Regions from separate parts of the Mus musculus genome. Here region 2 is linked to region 1. The links are chromatin contacts, called in public HiChIP or PLAC-seq maps. All regions are on one chromosome and are shown on one strand. Each heading gives the region's core, a stretch centred on a gene start, on an enhancer-like site or on the middle of the called end of the contact. The rest is flanking DNA. Distances are from core to core; before and after follow the strand shown. Region 1 has its middle 52 kb from the start of Klf5. Region 2 overlaps Uchl3 (ubiquitin carboxyl-terminal esterase L3 (ubiquitin thiolesterase)).

Evidence for each region. HiChIP or PLAC-seq counts read pairs in DNA pulled down with a chosen protein or histone mark.
Region 2: an H3K27ac HiChIP or PLAC-seq map of embryonic stem cells shows a contact between it and region 1, with 4 times the contacts expected there. The contact joins two enhancer-like sites. A contact is called at or near these places in 1 of 39 promoter capture datasets (frontonasal cranial neural crest) and 3 of 115 datasets of contacts at active chromatin or transcription factors (astrocytes and embryonic stem cells).

What each region holds. Positions count from the first base shown.
Region 1 is chr14:99,346,640-99,353,892 of GRCm38.p6, reverse strand. It overlaps the pseudogene Gm22984. Among named protein-coding and RNA genes, the nearest start is that of Klf5, 52 kb to the right of the region's middle. Within about 2 kb of position 4,927, at least 28 of the 459 cell types and tissues checked have an H3K27ac peak or open chromatin away from gene starts, as enhancers often do. A contact at or near this core is called in embryonic stem cells, where this site is marked.
Region 2 is chr14:101,660,365-101,667,086 of GRCm38.p6, reverse strand. Uchl3 (ubiquitin carboxyl-terminal esterase L3 (ubiquitin thiolesterase)) reads right to left here. Exons shown (of 9, transcript NM_016723.2): 3 at 1,198-1,326; 4 at 419-575; 5 at 10-95. Among named protein-coding and RNA genes, the nearest start is that of Uchl3, 9.8 kb to the right of the region's middle. Within about 2 kb of position 5,091, at least 34 of the 459 cell types and tissues checked have an H3K27ac peak or open chromatin away from gene starts, as enhancers often do. A contact at or near this core is called in embryonic stem cells, where this site is marked.

The DNA of each region.
Region 1 (7,253 bases), core at 3,678-6,177:
GTGACATTTCAAAAGAAGACAAATTCATGTGTGTCACACACTGCTTTGTAAGGTGGAATTTTACAAGAAGAACATGTTCTCTTTTGCATGAGAAATTAAGTGCATGGAGAAAAAAAAAAAACGTGGCAGTTAAAAAAGCAGGAACTAAATCTGTACCAACCGGCATTTTTTCCTAACCAGGTAAAAGGGGGTGCTCACAGCAGTGAGTAATTTTAATGACCAAAGCCCACATTATGGGATTAATAGCAGACAGAACTATAATCTAGTTTATAGTTATACTAGATTATATAGTTTACTAGATTATAGTTTTGTCTGCTGTTTCTTGGAACATTTTGGACTTGATTAATTGTTTGGATATATGTAAAACTATTCAAACTGAGTTTACCTAAAGTAACTTTACAGTCACCATCTGGCTAAACAGCATGCTGTATTTATTATTATTGTTACTATTATTATTATTATTAATTTTAAATTTTGAGATTGTAATGTAGTTACAGTTACATTGTTTCTCTCTTGAAACCCTCCCATACACCCCTCCTTGCTCTCTTTTCAAATGCATGGCCTCCTTTTTCACTAAGTGTTCTATGCATATACATTTGCATTTCTAAACACAACAGTAAAGCCTGCTCATTTACTTGTAGGTATGGTTAGGGTCTGATTGTTTGGTATAGAAACAGACTGCCTGCCGTTGCAGGAGTCCCAGCCAGCCATCCAGGTACATACATGTATGAAGAACACACTGAGGTGCTGCACGAGGAAGGCAGGACCAGACCAGCCTGGCTGTGATGGCATGTTGTGGGGCACTGTCCATCCGCTCAGCTGAAGTCTCTGGTAATTTGGTCATTCACCTCAGAAGCTGGGGGGGGGGGAGCTCTCGGGGTGGGGGGTGTTGTAAGCCACATGAATCAGAGTAAGACTCTCCTTGGCTCAATGAAAAGATATTGACGGATTCAATAACAGGAACCTGGCAAATGTCTGCCGACTGAAACCCAGAGGACCCATGCTAAATCACCTCTGCACCTTCTCTAGAAACACAAAAGCATTTTGAGAACATTCCATGTGTTTACCCTTCTAAGCCATCTTTTCTGTATTCTTTGGCAATTCCATACATGTATGGAATATATCCTAGTCTTGTCTTACCCTACCCAACTCTTCTCAAGCCCCTCCAACCCCCTGCTCACATCCATGGTTCAATGTTCCATGTTCTCTCTCTCTCTCTCTTTCTCTCTCTCTCTCTCTCTCTCTCTCTCTGTGTGTGTGTGTGTGTGTGTGTGTGTGTGTGTGTGTGTGTGTGTGTGTGTGAGAGAGAGAGAGAGAGAGAGACTCCAGTTAACGAATCCTACTGAGTCCAGTTAATGCTGCCTTCTTGAATGTTGGCTGGTGCTCCCTAGATCTGGTGCCAGGAGCCACAGGCTCAGTGGATCATGAGTATAATGGTAATTACTCCCAGAAGACAGCTTTTCACGATACCCTACACACACAGGAGCATTTTAGCAACTCTTTTTATTTCTATGTAACTAAACCATGTCATTTCAAATATGTTCTATGGTTTAAAAACACAGATAATTAAACCAGGCAGTAGATAACACATCTTTATTTCCAGCACTTGGGAGGCAGAGGCAGGCATATCTCTGTCCATTTAAGGCCACCCTGGTGTACAGAATGGGTTCTAGGACAACCAAAGCTACACACACACACACACCCTGACTCAAAAATAAAATAAATCACTTCTGGGCCTTTTGGCTAAGATCAAGTATAGTATCTGTTCTTATCAGTTTAATGTCTGACACGTCCTCTATCCGAGGACAATATATTAAATGGATTTTTGGAGTTAGGAAAAATAAAATAAAATAAAATAAAATAAAACAAAACAACAACCATGTAATTAAGTTATCCCAGTAATGCCCTGTACCCATTGCTCACTAAATGATCAACCCTTGCACATTTGTTACTTATCAGTTCTTAACTACAAGGTCCACTTTTTCTCTTCCGTTCCTGTAGTTAGTTTAGCAGCACGACATTGGCTGTCACCTTCCCAGTGTCATGTGAAGAAGTTACCCTGGTTCACAAGATAAACAACAGTACTCGTGCCCAAATGTGAATATAAACCTGAAAGAAAATATTTCCAATAAGGCATAACAGTAGAAGATGCAGCTCAAACAATTGTGATCCATAGCAATCTCCAACCACTACACCAGAGAAGACAACGCACAGCTGGCTGGCGATGGTGCCTGCCTTTAATCCCAGAATTTAGGAGGCAGATCTCTGAGTTCGAGGGCAGCCTGGCCTACAGAACGAGTTACAGGGCAGCCAGAGCTACCCAGAGAAACCCTGTCTAGAAAAACAACAAAACAAACAAAAAGAACATAATGCATATTTTTACAGGGAAAAAAAATCTAGACCTGATCAGTAACCAAGCAAGTCTAAGGCAAATACCACACAAAGTGCTCAGCAATACAGCGCGAGGCCTACAAGACGGGTGAGGCCTACAAGACGTCTGCCTCAAAAAGCTTGCCAACTCTCAGAACCAACAAACATTATCCAAGAAAATCAAGACTCTTGTCTTAGTATCAGATGGCTTTTATTTCAAATTTTGGAGTTATTTCCACATAAAGGGGAAGCCAAAAATATGAAACATTTTTATTATTATAAACAAGATAAAGGATTGGTGTGCAGTTCAGTTGTGAAGAGTGCCTTCCTAGTATGTGCTAGGCCCTGCGATTGAGCCCCGATCACATCAAACCAGGTATGGTGGCTGAAGCCTGAGATCCTAGCACATGGAAAGTGATGGCAGGTCCAGGGCTTCATTTGCTGCAGAGAGAGCATGAGACCAGGGTGAGAAATTCTGAGACAGAAGAAAGGGAGGGAGAAAAGAAGGGAGGGAGGGAGGGAGGGAGGGAGGGAGGGAGGGAGGGAGGGAGGGAGGGAGGGAGGGAGGGAGGGAAAGACAGAAACAAAATTAAAAAGCACAAAGTGTATATTATTTCCTTCAAACATTTTGCTCAACAGAGTCCTTCAATACACACACTTGCAGAATTTAGGAACACAAGTCCTTCAATACACACACTTGCAGAATTTAGAAACAGATAAACAACCCTGGTGTTTGTGGCAGGCATGGTGGCACGTGGCTGTGGGTTCAACATTCAGAAGCTGAGGTAAGACTTCCAAGCCAGGGAGGCTGTGTCTCAGAAAAGAAGAAGAGGAGGAAGAGGAGGAGGAGGAGGAGGAAGAGGAGGAAGAAGAAGAGGAGGGGATGAGGAGGGAGAGGAGAAGGAAGGGAGGTGGAGGAAGAAAAGGCGGGAGGAGAACAAGGGAAGGAAGTATGGATTGAAGGAAGGACAGAAGAAGAGAAAAAACACACAAAAACAACACTCACTAGACAAGATCATATTCAAAGAAAAATATGAAATATACTTTTTAAAAGGTTTATTTATTTTATTTTACCTATATGAGTACACTGTAGTGTTTAACACATTTTCTTTGTTATCCTCCCGAAAGCAAACATGAGGAGATTCGCAAAAAGAGGCCAGACAGACAATTTATCACTCTCTTAAGGAATGAGAAAACTAGCCGGGTGCGGTGGCGCATGCCTTTTATCCCAGCACTCGGGAGGCAGAGGCAGGCAGATTTCTGAGTTCAGGGCCAGCCTGGTCTACAAAGTGAGTTCCAGGACAGCCAGAGCTACACAGAGAAACCCTGTCTCGAAAAACCACAAAAAAAAAAAAAAAAAAAAAAAAAAAGGAATGAGAAAACTGAGGACCACAGGAACAAGGAAACTCTTCCCAAGACACAACAGGCCATTTGAACACCCTGCTGGGGCAGGACCCTAGGCCACAATTTTCTATTTACCACACTAACTCACAAAGGGCAAACTTAGGAAAGGTGAAACCAATACCTCAGCTCACCTTCCATGTGTTCCCGATTTCTCCTCTTCAAAGCCCCTAGTTTATGCCCTTTCGACCATTTTCAATGGAAATTATTTTCTTCTCTTCCTAATAGCTGTCTCTTTGTTCAGCCAGAATATGTTTATGTCAATCTATGTGTCTTGCTTAAAGCACCAGCTTGTAACAGAAACAGGTGGCGCTCGTCTTTAATCCCAGCACTCCAGAGGCCGAGGCTGGCCGATCTCTGAATTCAAGGCCAGCCTAGAAAAAGTGTAAGACAGCCAGGGCTCTTGAAAAACAAACAAGAAGAGACAGAAGGAAAACAAAACAAAGCAAAACAAAAGAAACAAACAACAACAACAAAAACAAAATAACAGTTCTTAAATGCAGTTCAGTCATTTTTGGTTTTTGATTGATCATTTCTTCATACGTTATAAATCCTATTTTTAAAAACTGAGTAGAAAAATCACTATCGTCAAAACAAGATGACTGGAAACAACGACACAGGCCACAGTTACAATCAGTCTTTTCCTGAGCGTTTTCTGGTTCCATAGCTAACAAATGTCTTCTTAGCATTTTTTTTTCCCACTTGTTATAATTCAGTAATGGGCTGGGTTCTAAGAAAAACAGAAAATAAGAAATGGTCTTATAAAAGAGAATCCCGTTTGAACTTAAAATGTTGACAGAGTGTCCTGTGACTGTGATTTTTTTGTCCCTCTCAAAGCTGGGCTCCTTTTCATGTTATGGGAGATTCAGGGAGGACTCCTGAGAGAGGGGACAGACAGTGACCTGAAGGGGGGAATCAAATTTCAAAACAGGGTGGGGGGGACTGAACCGCTCTTGCAGCCCTCAAATTAAATTCTGAGCTGGAGGAGCCCGCTGACTCTGGGCACATTTAAAAGGGAAAGGGTGTTGTCCCCAGATCCCAGAGTGCTTTCATTGATAATCAGGTCAAACAGCTGAAGGAATGAAACCAAGAGATCCCAAACCAGGGTAGAGGTTGACTCCTAGGAATTGTGATTGAAAGGAAAAAAGAAAGAAAAGGCCAAAGCCTTCCTATACAGCAGCATTGCAGAAAAACTACAGTCAGGCAGGTTTTGACGCTCCAGCTAGGGAGTGGCTTGGTTTTTGTTTCTTTGTTTGTGTGTTTGTTTGTTTGTTTTTTGAAAAACAGCTCTTTCCAAACAGAAGTGTTCGTCTGGACAAAGTGGCAGACACACATACAAAAGAATAAATTCCCCCGGATTCGGTATCTTTTTGTTTTAGTCACCAGCACATCAGATGCTAACGTTCTCTGTGAGGCAGAAGAAAAAAAGGAGACGTCTGTATTTTATAATGTTGGCCTTTTGCTTCTAATTTAAGCATTTGGGAAACCATCCAGTTTGTTCTAGACTGATACGCAAAGCGACGTCACAGGGTATAATTGACATGCAAGTCATGATCAGAGTCAGTGGCAATCTCAGGTTGGCTATCCAGTGCCCTGTGTTTCTTCTTGGGGCCAGGATGAAGGCCTAGAAGGAGAGAGGGGTTTTACTGTACACTGTGCCTTGCACACAGTCACTGCTGCTGACCAGAGGACAAAGATGTCGTCCTTGCATCTCCTACCGCCCAGACTGGATCTGAGGGAACTTCAAGTTCCCAGAAGACTTGAGCACAAGACATCCCGTGATGGTGGTCAGCTAGACCACCCAGCGCCTGTCACCTCTAGGGAGTGGATTCAGGCCTCAGGCAGCTAGATGCCGGGAGTGTCCCAAACCCCAGGGAGTGGGAAGTATTTATTGGTGTCTCATATTGATAGGAAGCCGTATTCGGCTGTTAGGAGGAGGAATGAGTGATTAAAATCACAGTAAACTGTTTGTGGCTGTGTTAAATGGCAGGTTAGTGACGGGACAGGTATTTCTAGGTCCTTGCTGCACAGTCGAGTCATATAGGGAAGTTTGAAGCTAACGAGGCCAGCGCACTTTTTCTGCCTTACCTAATTTAGCCATTTAAAGTCTTCTGTCCCATCCCAGGCTCGGGATGGGGAGGAGGGGGTATTGGAAGCAAAAACAACTTAATGGAATTGTACTGGCCACTTCTCTGTCTCAAAGGAAAGATGCCAGCTTGTGTATTTATCTCCATCCCAGCACCTGCTCAGCATTTCAGCATGTGATATTTCATAAAAATACCCACACCCGACAACACTGGAATAACAAAGCTGAACTGAGAGAGCTTTTGTACGAAGATGTTTTCTTTTCTAAAATGTCGTTTTTTTCCTCGTTTTCTCTTAATGGTCCTTAAAGAGAAAAATTGACAGAACTTTTTCTCGTATTTTTTTCTAAATAGGTATCCCACACTGGCCTCAAATTCTAAGTAGTCAGGGCTGCCTTTGGAGCCTCAGGCTTCTTGTTCCTACCTCCTGACTGCTGAAAGTTATCTATTTTTAAGGATCAGGTGACTCTTGAGAAGGGATGCATTTGGGATGAGGAAAGATACTGGCTGACATATTTATATCCATCTTACCACCTGCTCAGCTTTTTATCCTATGATGTTCCTAGGTTGTAGCTGTTTCTAGTGACCGGTAATCCAAGCACTTGGGAGTTGGCGAACTGAAGTAGTAGAACTGGCAGAAGTTGGAGACCAGGCTGGGTACTTGGGCCAGCCTGGGCTACAGAGTAAGCCTTTCCTTCCCCCACTTCTATCTCAAAAAAACAAAACCAAAGAGCTAGATAAAAAGTCTGTATCGTGAACGAATCTTTACAGGCTGCTGGATATAGACTTAAGGTGCATATCAAAATTCTTTCACTATCCAATATCAACAGCTAGAAAATAGTTGAACTTCGGGAATGCAGATGATGCCAGGTGTTTTATTATCTTGAAAGAAAAGGACACCATAAATACCAAGCAGTAACTGGTGGATGAGCACTCTCAAGGCCAGTCATGAGCCTCAAAGTTTTCCATACATTATCACACTTAATCTTCACAATAAGCTGCAGGGCAGGTATTACTTCTGCTTTGCAAGGGAGGGACAGGAGTTTCTAAAGATTAAGTATCTTGTGCAAGGCGTTCTCGTTAGCAAAGGAGCTAAAGTTAAGTCTACGTGTCATGTCCTGTGTATTCCAGCATCCTCAGAAGTGAGGCTCTTCGCAGAATTCTTCAAGCTCAGAGTGCTGCTTCTACAAACATGCTCTATTATTACAATCTTTTTTTTTAAGATTTATTTATTTATTTATTATATGTAAGTACACTGTAGCTATCTTCAGACACTCCGGAAGAGGGAGTCAGATCTTGTTACAGATGGTTGTGAGCCACCATGTGGTTGCTGGGATTTGAACTCCTGACCTTTGGAAGAGCAGTCGGGTGCTCTTACCCACTGAGCCATCTCACCAG
Region 2 (6,722 bases), core at 3,842-6,341, 2.3 Mb before region 1:
GGTACTGACGTCATAGTTCTCCAGGAATTTGGCTCTCTCTTCAGGGCTCATTGATACAGACTCCTCCAGGAACTTTTTCAATGTTGACCCTGATTCTGAGAATTTCAAAAATGATTAAATTTTAATTTTAATTACAAAGAAAATTAACAGTAAATGTAGTACAGTATTTTTTTAGGTAAAACTTCTTTAGCTGGTAAGAATCTAAGAGTCTTGGGTAAGTAATTATGTCAAATCCTCTTTGCTGATCCTGTTCATCACCAATATGAAGGATGAGAAGGACTTATTTCTCTCCCGGCAGCTTATACATAGACACATTCCCATAACCGTTACTTTATAGTTGGAGAGAGTTAGAGCACCCCCCACTGTTTAATAAAGTTAACACATCTGAAGAGGAAAACTGGAACAGAAAGTGGTTTACCGAAGTGCATCTTGTCTTTGTTGTTCGCAATGGCATGGATTAGTCCAATCGTTCCACAGGCATTGCTGATGGTTTGTTTCATAAAATATACTGATGATGTCACATCTTGTCCTTGAGATTTTATCTTTTCTTCCTCTTCTGTTCTGAAGACTTCATACTATTGGGGGGGGGGGGGGGACAACAGTCCACATGGAAAAACTACACACTGAACAAGACAAGTTTGTAAAGGAAGGTTATGGAAGACGAGGTGCAGCCTAACCTAAGAAAATGATTTAAAGTACCAGACCATCAAAAGCCTGAGAAAGAGCAGTAACTGTCTGACGGCAACGGTGTGAGAAAGACAAGGCATTCTCACATCGGTTATTTTACTCATTGCCTGCCTGTGAGATACAAGGGTGTGGCCGTACTGCTCAATCCAGTCTGCAACTTCTGAGCTCCACCCATTTTCCTGCGTCAACCTTTCAGGTAGCAGAGACTGCAGACAAACTCCACAGCCCCCAGCTTCACTCACCAGTGTTACAGGCAGGCCCTGGCACAAAGCTGACGCCAGCTAAGCTTATCTTTGAGAGAAGAAAGCTAAAGGTAAAAGACTAACAGAAAGCTTTCTTGTCAATCTATAATCATATGTCTTTTATTTTAAGAAGACACTAAGAATCCCTTACTTTTTTATTCTGCTGATTATATGAAACAAAGGCATCATTTGTTTTTAAAGACTATGTTTTTATTCAACATCAAAAATCTGCATTTATCAGAAACTGTATATCTTGCTTTACAATTACCTTTTCTGTGATAGGGAAGAGGAGTAACACTGCGCATACTGGTCTTGGTACCATGCTAAGAAGTTCAGGCTCCATTCCGTACACATCAACAAACTGCCAGTTAGGATGCAGGCCTAACTGCTTGAGAAACTAGAAAAAAAAAAAACAGCAAAATGTTAAGTGGTCAGAGAAAAGCCCTGTTAACGTGGAAATGATCGACAAGTGTGTACTACATATCTAATATATACAAAGCAATGTGATCAAGTATTACTAATGTTCAATAAGAATGCAGAAAGCAGCACTACCAAACAGACTATACCACATAAATATGTATAGTCCTTATTTATCAATATACCAGAGCCTGAGAGGTCAAAGAACACAGTAAAGCAAGTCTACTATCAATAGGGTAGGTAGAGAGCAATTTACATCACATACCAAACAGTTAAAACCCTAACATAGGAAACAAATCTGTTTTCAAAATCTGTAACTTTGACATTGAGTATGTTAGCTAGGATTTCATCAAGGACATACAAGTTACCTTAAGAACTTATTTCCAGCCTTTAATGCATCAATTAAATAATGAATTATTATTTTAGTACATCAACAATTTATACTGATATCCAAAAAACACATCTGGGGTTTAAAGACAGATAGCTAAGCATTTTGCCAATAAGAGAAGGTTACATGTGCCCAGACACACATGCAGGCAAACACTTCCAAGATAGACAGACAGAAGGATGGATGGATGGATGGATGGAAGGATGGATGGATGGATGGATTAAGGAAAGGCAGCTAAAACTCTCTCCTGGGAAGCAGTACATGACATGTGTTGCACCAGCTCTCCATCAGCTGCATGGTCGGGAACACAGAGAGCCAGGGCCCCTCCACTATGTCACTCTTCCCCAGATTACTACTCAGGACTGCAGGGTTCACAGGCAGACCTGGAAATATTCCCCTTTCTCTTCTTCACTTCTTGCAAAATTTACTGGTCTAGGTCAGTCAATAATCAATCCTACCTAGAACCCAAAAGAGGATTTTTTTTTTTAAAAAAAGGCTCAGTGTTAAAGGAAGAGGCCCTAACTTATCTTTTTTCCCATTGCTAAGCACTGTATCTAGCCAAATCACACACTCAAGTTACATTGCTTGAACTGAAATGAATACACTTTAACAGATAACTCGGCATGTTACGTAAGTTGTTTATGATGAACATTCAATGTATACTCCCTTTTCTGCCTGTTACAGAGGATTGGGACCTTCAACTCCTTTATCTACAATCTGATGTTCATTAAACCAGCTCTGCATATTACCATGATGGAACAGACGTCTCTGAGGTAGGCAAGCATACAGGGTTTAGCAAGCCTGGGACTTCCCTTGGTGTGGCTAGTCCACACCCCTCTTCTGATAACAGACTTGGCAGCTCCAGACCCTTACCCACATGTACTATGCACACACCCCCTCCTCTGAATAATGCACTTAGCATCCTGTTAGCACGCACAGCCCATGCCAAAGAATGGGAAGGCCGATCCAGTCTGAACTGGTTTGGGGTACATGTGCAGTTAAACAAACTGTACTTAAAGTGAAAATCCTCTATTTACTATCTGCCCAGACATAATTGGGCATGGATATGATTAAAATCAGATACATTATAGAAAGGCATATGTATAATACAAAAATGATCATGTAATTTAACATCTCTCAATCAAAATATTGAACCATTCAAACTACATCCCAATCTAAACTTTACCTTCATGTGAACGTATAAAAGGAAGTGACAAACACCAACTGGGCCCTAGAAGGGCTTCAATTACATGGCTCACTGTGCCCCTCAACAGTGTATCCGACTTACTCCATCACTTCACAAAATAAAAGTCTTCCTGCTACCTTTGCAAATTTCTGTGCATTGTTTCAGTGATTTGAATGAGATGTCAAGAATCTGAAAGCACCAAGACTACCCAACTAGTAAGTAACATCTCTAATTGTAAGACCTGATCAGAGAATGTGTTAATTTTGATACTCATAAAAATCATACTTATTATAAAGTTACACAAAATGGCACATATGGCTCAGTAGTTCCATGCATGTACTACAAAATAAAGAAACATTCTCACAAGAATGCAACCTGGACAAAACTGCTAAGTTACTGTAAAGAGACTTTAGTATAAATCAAAAAAGCTAACAAAAATAAGCACTAAGCAAGATTCAAAATCTAAAGGCACCAGTTACAATGACACTAATTAAGACCAAGCTAAGAACACGATGAATGATTAAATAGCACATTGTCTTAAATCATAAGAATCATTAAATCTTAACAAGAATTACTTCTTGATGAAATGATATGCTATAAAAATTCAATTCAATGAGTATCTATTAGCTCAAACCTCTGGATCCTGGTTGCTATGAGTCACTCATCAGAAGCCATCACATAATACAAGGGATAAACAGTTTAAAAGTTAACTACAGCTGGCCATGGTGGCAGACACTGTTAATCCCAGGACTTGGGAGACAGACGCAGGAGGCTCTCTATGAGTTCAATGACAAGCTGTTCTACGTATTGAGTTCCAGACACAGTGAGACCCTGTCTCAAAGAACAGAGTAATCACAAAACTGCCCAGTTTCCATACAAAACAAACTCCAGATCTGCATTTAAAACAAACACGAAAAGGTTAAAAAGACACATTTTGTAAAAGGTCAACTACAATTAGTTGAATAGTATAAACCCAGACAGTTGTATTGTCTCATTTTGAAAAACAATGTGGTATTCTACCATAGTCAAGTTTAAAGGTAAGTAAGAAAATCTACGGAACTACAGCAATTTTTTTACTTAAATTTGTAAAACTATGAGGAAACACAAAATAATAATCTTAAAAACTGAACTCATGGCTGTGGGGGTTTCAGGTGGAAAAGCGCTTGCTTTCCACGCAGCTTGAGAACCCGAGCTCAGTCCTTCAGAATCCACATAAAAAGCTGGGTGTGGAACACTCCTGTAATGCCACGACTCGACAGGCTAAGGCAGGAGAATCCCTGGTTCTTGCTGGCCAGTATAATGAAACCAGTGAGTTCCAGGTTTAAATTAAAAAAAAAAAAAAAATTAAAAAAAAAAAAAAAACAAATCAAAGGAAAAATCCCCACGAAACTAACTAGATTCACGAAGAGTTCTCACCATTGCTGATGTAAGAAGTTGCCCATGTGTGTATTTACAAAACCATCTCTACTTAACTGAAGTGCTGTGTTTGGATAGCACAAGAAGGGGGGGTTATAACCTCTAGAACCAGTCTTTGGCCTTTTCCTGTTTAAACACTGGATAATAAAATAACAGTATCAACAACAAAAAAAATCTAACTGATTAGTTCACTAAAATTTCACAACTTTAAATTTTTGTTTAATTAAAATATATAATTTATAAATTACAATATGCAGCCATAAAACTTTTTTTAATTTTAAAAAAATGCCTGTTTTTAAAAGAAGATGGTATAAATGAAATCTAGGCAGTAGTGGCACTATAAGTACACTATTATCATTATTGTATCATAATGCATTTAGTAATCCTAAAAAAAGATAATTTTGTACTCTACAGTCCAAACACAAACTTGCCACCAGATCAGGGATATTTCAATTCAGGCACTGTGGCAAGCAGCTGTAATCCCTGGCACTCAGGAAGATGGGGCAGGAAGATCACCAGTGCCAGGCCAGCTGGGTTATTGCAGACATATGCAGTCTCACATAAATCAAAAATAGTTCTCCTTTAAAAAGACAAGAAAAGAGGAGGGGAGGGGAGGGGAGGGGAGGAGAGGAAGAGGAAGAGGAAGAGGAAGAGAAGAAGAAACAGTAAGAGTCCCAGGGAGAAATCACTTCCTTTAAACTCTGTCCTAAAACTCCTTTCTGCAGCCTTCTCCCCACCCTGCCAGCAGGGTCAGGGGCTGATCCAGGGCCTGAGCTTTCTAAGTGAGCAGCTTCACCTGAGCCACAAAGCTCTCTCAGGACCTCCTTTGCTCCTGCTCGTTACTGGCTCATTAGTGAGTATAGTTATGACATAATTACACTTGTCTAGCGACTGTTTCCTACTACTCTGAGTAAGAGTGCACTGGTGGAAACCACATGTATGCATGGAACTAGGAAAATAAGTTAAACAGGAGTCACAGCTTAGAAACTAGGTGAACAAAGTTTAACAGACTGACTCAAAATAAGCCAAGAGCACATTTCCTTACCCCAGGACAGGAAATCAGTGGAAATATTTTATGTGTGTGTTAGAGAAAGACGAGAGTTACTTCACTGCAGGTTCAATGTGGACTAAGTGTAAATGACCAGAAAGAGACACACACACTGGTTCCTCAGAAGCATCTTTCAGGACAATACAGCAACAGCTCACAGAACCAAGCAAAGATGACGCAGCGTGGATTATGGTAACAGTATTCTCTTTCATAATGGCTAAGGACGAGGGGAGGACCCCAAAGACAGCGGCAGGGACCATAGGATTTAGAGCCACACCCCAGTGGAAGACAGTGTGGTGGTTTCAATAATCCCCTCAGGCTCACAGATCTCAGCACGTGGTCTATGGGAGCTGGTGCTGTTTGGGGAGATTCAGCAGGCTTGCTCCAGGAGATGGATCACTGGAAGCATGCTATGAGTAGCCTCAGCCTTCCTCTTGGTTGCACCCTGCTTTGTGTTTGTGGTTCAGCAGTGAGCTCTCAGCTTGCTGCTCCAGCCTTCATGCCTAGCATGTACAACTAAGGTTTCCCCACCACCATGGACTCTCACCCATCTAGAACCATAAGCCACAACAGGCTCTTTCTTCCTTGAGCTGTCTCTGTCATACTGTTTCATCAAGGCGCCAGAAAGGTAACTAATACATGTGGGCATGCATGTTGGGGAAGACCGAAATGACTCCACCTTGGTTGAAGACAGTGCTAATACGAAGAAAGAGCAATCAGATTTGTTCTACATGCTTTGAATGGAAGGACTGATGGACAATTTAAGGAAGTTATAAGAAGGCAAAACGTCCCAGCAGAAATAAATAAACAGGGCTGGTGAGATGGCTCAGTGGGTAAGAGCACCCGACTGCTCTTCCGAAGGTCAGGAGTTCAAATCCCAGCAACCACATGGTGGCTCACAACCATCCAATCACGAGATGTGAACTCCCTCTTCTGGAGTGTCTGAAGACAGCTACAGTGTACTTACATATAATAAATAAATAAATAAATAAATAAATCTTAAAAAAAAAATAAATAAACATCACTTTACTAGTCAAATGTTCTTCTCATTGCTGTAAAATAAAAAAAAAAATTAAAGCACCTTAGAAGACAGAATTTTGTTCATTATTCATTCATATTCAGGGAGGGTGGGCAGTGGTGGCACACACCTTTAATCCCAGCACTTGGGAGGCAGAAGCAGGTTGATCTCTGAGTTCGAGGCCAGCCTGATCTACAGAGGGAGTTCTAGGACAGCCAGGGCTACACAGAGAAACCCTGTCTAGGAAAAAGAAAAAAAGAAAGAAAGAAAGATAGATTGATTGATTTAGGGAGACTTGGGTGGTGTGGCGTCCGTGGTAG